Linked DNA regions of Drosophila melanogaster: region 2 is linked to region 1. Evidence: chromatin contacts called from public HiChIP or PLAC-seq data. All regions are on one chromosome and are shown on one strand. Each heading gives the region's core, a stretch centred on a gene start, on an enhancer-like site or on the middle of the called end of the contact. The rest is flanking DNA. Distances are from core to core; before and after follow the strand shown.

What was found. HiChIP or PLAC-seq counts read pairs in DNA pulled down with a chosen protein or histone mark.
Region 2: a CP190 HiChIP or PLAC-seq map of the Kc167 cell line shows a contact between it and region 1, with 5 times the contacts expected there. The contact joins the promoter of CG3603 here to the enhancer-like site in region 1. A contact is called at or near these places in 12 of 107 Hi-C or Micro-C datasets (the Kc167 cell line, the OSC cell line, the S2 cell line and 6 more) and 1 of 6 datasets of contacts at active chromatin or transcription factors (the Kc167 cell line).

What each region holds. Positions count from the first base shown.
Region 1 is chrX:2,764,136-2,768,755 of dm6, forward strand. The region is part of intron 2 of kirre (kin of irre); the gene reads left to right. Among named protein-coding and RNA genes, the nearest start is that of lncRNA:CR43494, 15 kb to the left of the region's middle. Within about 2 kb of position 1,531, at least 22 of the 39 cell types and tissues checked have an H3K27ac peak or open chromatin away from gene starts, as enhancers often do. A contact at or near this core is called in the Kc167 cell line, the OSC cell line, the S2 cell line and 5 more, where this site is marked.
Region 2 is chrX:2,946,163-2,951,171 of dm6, forward strand. CG3603 reads left to right here and starts at 1,872. Exons shown (of 2, transcript NM_001272270.1): 1 at 1,872-1,986; 2 at 2,056-2,958. The coding sequence starts at 1,944. The coding sequence ends at 2,762. All of the region lies in intron 3 of kirre (kin of irre), which reads left to right. It overlaps CG17959, which reads left to right and starts at 932. Exons shown (of 1, transcript NM_130689.2): 1 at 932-1,418. The coding sequence starts at 943. The coding sequence ends at 1,389. It overlaps CG14423, which reads left to right. Exons shown (of 1, transcript NM_130688.3): 1 at 1-427. The coding sequence ends at 287. It also overlaps rst.

The DNA.
Region 1 (4,620 bases), core at 281-2,780:
TCCGGCGTTCTCCTGCCTGCACTTCTACAGTATATCACAGCCCAGCAACTCCATTTCTGCGACTCCTTTTCCCTGTTGCACTCGCTTCTGTCCAAAAGGATTTCCAAATCAATTTGATTTGCCGGGGGTTAGTGTGTGTGTGGGTGTGTTTGGGTTGTGTATGTGTGTTGCGTGTGGTAGGTGGTGGCTGAAGGGGGGGGGAATGGCGAAAAGGGGTAGTTTCAGGTCTGCTGCCGTTCGCAATCAATATGCAATACTGTTGCCCATTGTCTCTTGCTTTTTGATTTCGTTTGCTTTTGTCAATTTCCACGGGCGGCCTCTTGGTTTCGTTCTTTTTTTTTTCTTTCGTTTTGATCCCACTGGTCCTGACTCCTCGTTTATTTTTTTTTTTTTGTATTCTTGTTGATTTTGTTTGCTGCAGAGATTTCATTGCTTGGTTCTGCTTTGTTTGCCCCAGTGCCACTCCCATTCCAATTTCCATGCGCCCAGCGAAATCACTTTTGACTTGGCATTTTAATGACGTTGGCAGGAGCGGAATTCCAGTCGTAACAGGCCAAATTAACAATGTTTTTCGAAAACCCAACGTTGGCAGTGAATTTCGGGTCAATCAAAATGAATGCGCGGAAAATATGCAACATATTCAAATTTAACAATTTTCTATTGCAATAATATAAGTTGGTTATTGTGGATTACCATTATCTTAGGTTTATGCTTCTATGAGCGGCAATATGAAAAGCGAAGGGCTACAATGGGTATATTTTATCAACGTAAAACCTGCAAATTCGCTGTAAACCAATTTATTTTCCAGTTGCTCCTTTCTACGCAAAAATTTCCACAAATTATTCGATAATAGAAAATCAAATTGCAACAAATTCGCACACAATTGCAACACAAAATGCAATGGGGAGAAAAGGGGAAAGATAAAAACGATGTGAGATCGAAAATAAAGTGAATGCCATCAGCAAGACGCCATTGCGTCAGTTCGATTCTCCCCATTTTCACTTGAGGCGGCGGGCAAATGTTGGGGAAAGTCTGGCTTACTTCAAAGGGCAACAATGTTGTCGCATTTCGTAACTGTCTTGCACCGGTCGCACCCGCAGACACCCCGGAAAATCCTCGGAAAAGCGGCAAGGGTTTCCCCCCGAGCACATGCAGCGAGTTAAAGAATTCCAATCAGCAGGACCATTGTTCTTGAGACATTCGCCCGACAAAATTGAAGATAATTGAAGTGTAAAACGTTGCAAGCGGAAGTGCAGCAGTCAGCAAGGGGTTTCCCTGGAAAATCACCCCTTACACACCGCTGCTCCCCTCACCAAACTCTACCTCTTCCCACAATACCGAGCTTGTGTTTGTGCTGATGTCAAGGCATATTATGCAATACAATTTTGGCAACAGCAGAGTTCCCTCCTCAAACATTTTTGAGTCACGTCGACTGTCGAATGCGGAAATGATGAGACAAAAGGAGATGAGGCGGAAAGAAAGAGAGAGCCGCTATGCGGCTCCATAAGAAAGAGATAGCCGCTCGCTCACGGAGGGAGTGGGAGAGAGAGAGAGAGAGAGACGTATGGGAGAGCAAGAAGAGACCACAGCGTAAATGGGGGCCAGCAATAAAACTGTTTGCTGCATGGACAGCAACAACAATGACTGTGCAAAACTACACTGGAAAACAACTTTGATTGAAAGGACTATCAATGGTGCTACTACGAATCTATTCCCTTGAAAGTCGCGTGATATCGAGGAACCCCAAAATGTTTGCAGTGTTTGAAGTAAAACAAGAATCCAAACAATGGCAGCAATATGAAGTCGAGAAATAAGAACAAAAAGCGCAATAACAAAACAACGATATGCAAATCGCTGACAACGAAGTGAGCAAACAATCCTTGCACCGAATCCTTTTGTCCTGCCAATGCAATTGCCAAATTGCCAACGTAATAAGAAACAAGAAAAAGATTCTGGGGACAGTAAAAAAAAAAAATACGGAGACTGCTAACAGCGATAGAGCAGAACAAAGCTTGGACTATTTTCATAGGCAATTTTCCAGTGGATATTACACGCGAGCCGAGTTTTTATGGTACAGCATTTTATTTAAGGAAATTTTCGGTTTTTATGAAAAAATATATACATATATTACAACGGTTGATCAAGAAATACAAAGATTTAATCGTGATTTAGTTTTCACAGGCAGACTTATCTGAATTTGCAACAAAAATATGCCGAAAATGGAATGTAAACGAAAACTGAAAGTAAATCAAAACAAGAAACGACAAAAATCGCGCAACGACATGCGATAAAAAATTGCTTTGCTTTTGTGATTGAAGCGATCCCTCGGGGGGAAATGGGCGGCGGGGGAAGGGTGGAGTGTTGGGTGGGGCCATGAAAAAAGAGGGAGGGGGGCGGAGGGCTTCATTTTGCCTTAGGCGGAAATGTCATTGGCAACGCGACTCAGATTGGCAACAGTTGTATAAACGATTGGAATGTTTACTTCATAATACGTATAGAAGGGTCCGAAACACACACCCCCCACCCCTCCTCCACAACTTTTTCTGCGAGTGTAGGCAACACCGGAAAATCGAGAATAAAAACAAGAACATTGCAGCAGTATCGAAAAATCAGGGCTGTAGAAAAATAAAAATTACATCTCTTACCATTATATCAACATTAATATATATCCAAAAATATTTCTTAATACGTTCTGGTTCAGAACAATATTAAGTAGCTTAATTTAATTTCATTTTTTGTTTTGCATGCACATGCATTTTGAGCATCTGCAGCCCTAGAAAACATAAAAAATGGGGAAATCCCAGGGTGGAATTTTCAGGGGGGTTTGGGTAAATTGGCATCCATCACCTGGAGCGCATTACCAGCGGTAAAAGCGAAAACGAATAAATGAAATTTCGAATGCATGTGAAATTGCATTTGTGCATGCAGATGAGCGGGGAAAATGGACAAAAAGTAGGTGGAAAATCGTTGGGAAACTGGGCGGAGAACAAGAGTTATATGTATGGACACAGGCGATGGGCTTAGAAAAATAGGCGTGGCGATGACACTCTTCGCAAATATTTTCAAAAAAGCTCTAGCCCCTTTTTGAAATAATATTAATAATATTAAATATGTATGATTGATTTTGCAAGAAAAATGCATCTAGTTTATTCTGCGTCTAAATCTTTAAATTTAAGTGTTCTGTTTCTTGGTATTTTCACTCGTTTTTGGTGAAACCTTTTCCGCTTTTTCTGTGTTTTCCTTCAGCCGCCGGCAAATACCTCCAACATCTGTCACTCTCGATTGTCCCCTAACCATCGCCCCTAAAAATTGTGTCGACCGTGTTATCCACTTTTGGGCGCCTGGCTCTTCCTCTTCGCCCTTTTTGCGAACCCTTCCTGCCTTCCTTTGCCATCCTCTTTTTTCCTGACCATTTAAAGTCAACGATGCGTTGATGCTGCAAAGGATTCCCGCTGCACACAGGCTGCTGTCAGCAGGTGACTGCCCAAAGGGGCGTGGCACATGGGGAAGGACTCGTTGAACAGACAATTCGCTGACTGGTAGCCAAAAACAAAAAAAAAAAGATGTACACGAATAAACAAAAACAAAAAGTAAAGAAAACAATGAAATAAGCGTACTGTTTTCACTTTTTCCACCTCACTCCACAGATAAACAGTTTGGTTTGAAATTTTAGTTCGATAAAGTTAGCATAAAGAATAAATAATTTGTAACAATAACATATGTTACAATCAAAAGTATAATTTTTCATATCATTTATGTGCAGCAAAAGCTATGGTTTATTTCAAATATTATTAATACTGCTATTATCTTGAACTCAGGTGTATTTCTGTACAGTACGAATGCAGACATAGAAATAGTTTTATATGCACTTGATTGTTTTCGCTGTTTTTGATCAGTTTTTGAACCACGACTGTTTGTGGCAACAAAGCGGAAATGCGATTTAAATTATTTGATTTCCGTGTTTGTGGGCAAGCTATTTATTTTCCCCTCCAGTGTTTTCAACTGCATATGTATATGTATGTATGTATGTATTTCGGCGACATTTTTCCCGACTGCAAAGCGATGCATTCAAAAGCTGGCTACCGTTATATGAAATGCATTTTGTGTTTGCTTTGCATTCGCATTTCTTTAATCATTTTTATGATCTCTGCACTTTTTTTTTTAGCTATGCCCCGCGATTGCAGCGTATTAATAAATTCCATACTTTCCAAAACTGTTCACTGTTTGTACGCTTTGCTTTGCTCTGTTCGCTTTTCTGTTCTCGTTTCCTTTTTTTCGCTGCCTCTATCCTAATGATGGCCACTTCAGTGTTTCCGCTTGCCAGCGGTGGAAAGCGCAAAGGCAATGTGGAAAAGCCAAAAGGAAAGCCATCGGCATTGGCAGCATCAGGGGGCGGCGGCTGTGGGCTGTGGGCTGGACTGGCGTGAATGTAGCTCGTAAATTTGTTAGTTTATTAGCGCAATTTCCGTTGCTAATTAATTTCCAGGCCACACACACAAATACGGCAGAGAAACGGAGCAAACACTACAAAAAATTAAGCTCACTTTAAAAAAACGGGCTTAAATTGTTGTTGCATACCGAAACACCAATAAATTCGTCAAAAATTAGTAGGGATTGTTA
Region 2 (5,009 bases), core at 622-3,121, 180 kb after region 1:
AAGGCGGCAAGGCCACCCAAAGCAATAACCATATCAGTCTGCGACGCAAAGGCGCCCGCCGCGGCCAGGTGATCAGCGTTCGCATCCCACCCCGCTACCGCCGCTACTTCAAGAACGGCCAGAAGGTGATGCTCAATACCGGTAGTCGTCCCGTCTCCAAGCGTCGCGTGGTTCGCAAGCGAGTGCCTGCCAAGAAAATCAACAAGAACAACCGGAGGCGCAACGGCAACAAGAAGAATCGTCGCAATCGCAACAAGAACCGTCGCAATCGCATCACCGCCGTCTAAGGATCTAGGATTCAAGGTCAGGATCCAACGATCCGACACATTCCGGCAAGATAATTTTTTTTTCTAATTTATTGTAGCCTAACTTGCTACTGCCACACTTCCTGCGGCAGGATAAACGATAAATAAAGCCCTTCAAGAATAACAAAACTGCATTCTTACTTTATCTTTGCGCGGTAATAATACTAATAATAAAAATAGTAAATTGTATAACAAAATAATAAGATTATAAGAGAATAAGAACGGGCTAAAATATAGTTGCGAATAGCAAGTAAGGTAGGAATTAAACTGAAGAAACTGAGTACATACCTTACCCACAATTTACTTTAGGCTCATTTACATCTTCATATTAATTGCTTATACAATTTTTCAAAAAACATCCCTCTAAAGATCGGAGGTTACAGCGATGAAGCACCAAAGATCAATGATCGTTGATCTTCAGAAGCAAAGAAAGGCAAAAACAATAGTTGGTACAATCTCCTTTATGGGCATAGAATCAAAGAAAAAACAAAAGTCTGTGAAAAGTACGCACTTGACCCACATTTTTGGGACGAAATCACCAAAGAGATCAGATCGTGACGAATGATGGGGCAATTTTCGGGTATTTAAGCGGCTGTTTAGCCCGGGGCTCAGTACAAACATGGCTGGACAGCGATTTATGATCGTACTGATCGTGGTTTCAATCTTGTTACCATCAATTCCGGAGGCTTCTGCCAAAGCCTGTGGATCGAGACTCCAGTTGCGGGCTCAAAATGATCCCGTTGACCTCAGTCGTTTGAGCGAGAAGCAGCTAAAACAGCTGGCTGAGCAGTTGGCAAAATTCAAAACGCAGAAGGACGAATATGGCGGTGATCTGGTGGAGGAAGAGGATGACCCAGAACAGGATCAGCAGCTGGAGGATGCCGAGGACGATCACCGCGGCGGAAGTCGTCCATGGAACAGGGTGCAGCGGATAATCCGAAGACAGCTGATAAAAATACCCAAGAGATATCTCAAGAAGCTCCTAAGGCAATTTGGATTGGCCCGGAGTGCTGGATATAGCGGTGTCCGGAGTGCGAACTTGACTCCCCAGCTGGAGGAGTACTACCTAATACCACTGCAGTGAAATTATTGACCGGAAATAAATACAAACATTTTGAAAATACAACACTTTTACGTACACTCTTTTGGGCGCTGGGCTAAAAACAATTGCTGAGTATTGAGTATTGCTCGTACTCAATACTGTTGGCTATCAAATAGCCTTCCTTAAAGCAAAAATGAATGGAAAATATTAATATTTTTAAACATGACAAATTAAATGAATTTCCATTTAGTTGCCATCAGAGACGTAGACGTATTTTTTAAACGAGCCTAAAACTATGTTTCGGCAAACAAACATAAAATTCATATACAAAGCACAATTTTTTTTTTAAGCGCTTTTGTGATCTTTGGACTCTTACATTTTTTTCTTGATAAACATATGGTTCCACCGAAAAGCTCTGACAACGATCGTGTGGTAAAAAGCTTTCCACCACTTCACTTATGTTTCATTTGTTCATAGCCAATCAGCTTTGGAACAGCTGTTGGCCGGCGATATATTTTAGTGATTATATAGTTGTCGCACGACCGTTGAGGAGAAAACAAGTGAAAACTGCTGTTTACTAAGTCATTTTTAGAGCCATGTCAGTGGGAGTACTAGCTGGAAAAGTAGCCCTGGTAACAGGTGTGTATTCGTTTGTTTTCTCTTGATATCTGCTCTTTATATGGGACTCTTCTAAACTGGAGTTTTTAGGTGCCGGATCAGGAATTGGTCGTGCCACCTGCCGCCTTTTGGCCAGAGATGGTGCCAAAGTGATCGCCGTTGACCGCAATCTAAAGGCGGCCCAAGAAACCGTACAGGAATTGGGCTCTGAGCGATCTGCCGCCCTGGAGGTGGACGTTTCCTCTGCCCAGAGTGTTCAATTCTCGGTGGCCGAGGCCCTAAAGAAATTCCAGCAGGCACCCACTATTGTGGTCAATTCGGCTGGAATAACCCGAGATGGTTATCTGCTCAAGATGCCCGAACGGGACTACGATGACGTATACGGGGTCAATCTGAAGGGCACCTTTCTGGTTACCCAGGCCTATGCCAAGGCCATGATCGAGCAGAAACTGGAAAACGGCACCATTGTGAACCTCTCAAGCATCGTGGCCAAGATGAACAACGTGGGCCAGGCCAACTATGCGGCCACCAAGGCGGGCGTGATCTCCTTCACGGAGGTGGCCTCCAAGGAGTTCGGAAAGTTTGGCATCCGTGTGAACTGCATCCTGCCAGGCTACATAGACACGCCCATGGTAGCGGTTGTGCCCGATTCTGTAAAGCAGGAGGTGGTACAACGATGCCCCTTGGGCCGATTGGGTCAGCCGGAGGAGATCGCCGAGGTCATTGCCTTTTTGGCCTCCCCGCAATCGTCATACGTCAATGGGGCTGCCATCGAGGTCACCGGGGGCCTTAAATAATCGTGAAATGCATATATGCAATATAACTTTCGTAGATCTAAGGCATCTAACACGCAGCTTGTATAGATTATACTTGCCTGGTTGTTCCATATTAGAAAAATGGATTCCCTATATATATATATATATATATATTGCAAGAGTAGGACCAGATTATTGCATTTACTTGTCAAGCCATTCGTAAAAAGTTTTTTTTTTTATCAACGTTAACATATGGTTGCTAACAGCTGTATCACATTTTGTTGCCAGGAAAAGCTGGTTAATAAGACTAGTTACACTTTAAAAACGTATTATGCTATCAAATTACTAAACATGTTTTCCAATCAGAAATTTAATCTCACACCTGTTGATATTGTCTTCAAATTCAAACACGCCATCTATGAGTGATCTTTCTTCGGCTTATCGATACTATCGTTTAAATCGTAACATGACAATGACAATATATATAGCATATCTTTAGGGGTAGTATTGTAACATCTTTTTTATTGATATGCCCATAAGAATGCCAAATATTTATGATCAGAAATCTATGCTCTAATAAGTTAAAGAACCGCTACTTCACCATACCATAGCAACATTGCGACATTGTGACCACAAAAGGACCGTCGAAGTGGGAAATGGAATGTTGCGACACGGCTTGTTGTGGTTTATTGGCAAGGCTTTTGGTCGGCTATTCGTTATTTGGACCCACCGAAATGTACAATATTAATACATTTCACAATTCCCCAGCTGCTAATTAACTCAGTCGCTTACACACACAGTCGCATTGGGGGATAGATATATGCACGTCAGGCGACTCCACACATATGTTTGAGTGGTGGTTGGGTTGTTTTGGGTTTCGGGTTTTCCGCCTCTGTGGTCGTGCGTGCAATTTAAATAATGAAGACATTTTATTAATTCAAGAAATTCAACTCTCCCGCACTGGCCACGCACACTGGGACACAAAAACACCCACCCACGCTCAGTCACACACACACACACACACACACACACACACAGGGGAAACACACATAGAACAGCAATTACAGTGGCCACCCAACATTAAGCAACCTCCCACCACCGACACCACCGCATAAAGGCTCACACAAAACTTGCCAGCCATTTTGGGGTTAGGGTTCACGGACGGAAAAGCACCCAAAATGCCGCCGCCCATCGCCCATCGGCCACCATCCACAAAAACCACCAGCTGGTAGCTGGTGCGTTTCCCATTTCCTTTGGTTTTTAGTGCATAGTGAAAAACAAAACATTTGCTAATCATATGAAGCGACCCTGAGCTGCCGCTCTTTTTGCTATCCGTGCACTCAAACAAATAAAGGAAGCCTTTTTTTGAAATCATCCAAAGATAACTTCATCAAACAGAAAAAATATACATTATATTTCAGGAGGAACCTCTCAGCGGAACCTCTTAACAACGACAGCTACCCTTTCAAAGCACATAAGAAAACACAACCTCTTTGATTTGCAATATTATTTATTTACGTGAGATCCCATGTTTCCAAGTGGGTCAATGATTTTTCCGAGTGCTTTCCATCCACCTGTCTCTGTCGCTCCTTCGACCACTCTCCTTGTAGCAATTAACAACGCAGTGCGACACAAGCGGCGACGACAAGCCAACACTTGAGCCATAAACCAGCCCAACACGACCCCCGGAACGACCCCGAACCGAACCGACCCCGAACCGAACCGAACCGAACCGAACCGAACCACAAACCCCCAATCCTGTACCCAAAAAAAAAAAAAGAAAACCCAAGGCTTCGGAGCGACCAGCGCTTTGGCAGTTGCCATATCTCATGTTAATGAAATCGTAACTCTTCGGGCGCCTCGTGTCCGTTTTTTGCGCCATCTCCAGTCCCGTCCTCCGTCCTCCCCTTGAAAAAAAAAGTCATCCCAAAGAGGAGCCGAGGGAACCTGAAACCCGAAAGGATGTTGGATTGCAGAGTGATTAACGCGCCGGCAAAACTCCGCACGACTTCACGGACAATGCGAATTGCTGTTTCTGAAGAAGCTTACTCGCAACTTTTGCCAATTGTCAACGAGGTTGGGGGCTTGGGAAACGCCAAGCAATTTTCCAAAATAAATAAAAAAAATACTATAAGCATACATATGTGAGGAAAAATATATTGAATATTCCTATGCAAGTATATCAAAGTGAATATCAATGTGTACAAGGCTTTGCATTGAATATTGCCTTAGTAGAGTAGCATTAGCATTAAAGAAACTGAAGTGAAGCTGGTGCACTTTCATAAAGGG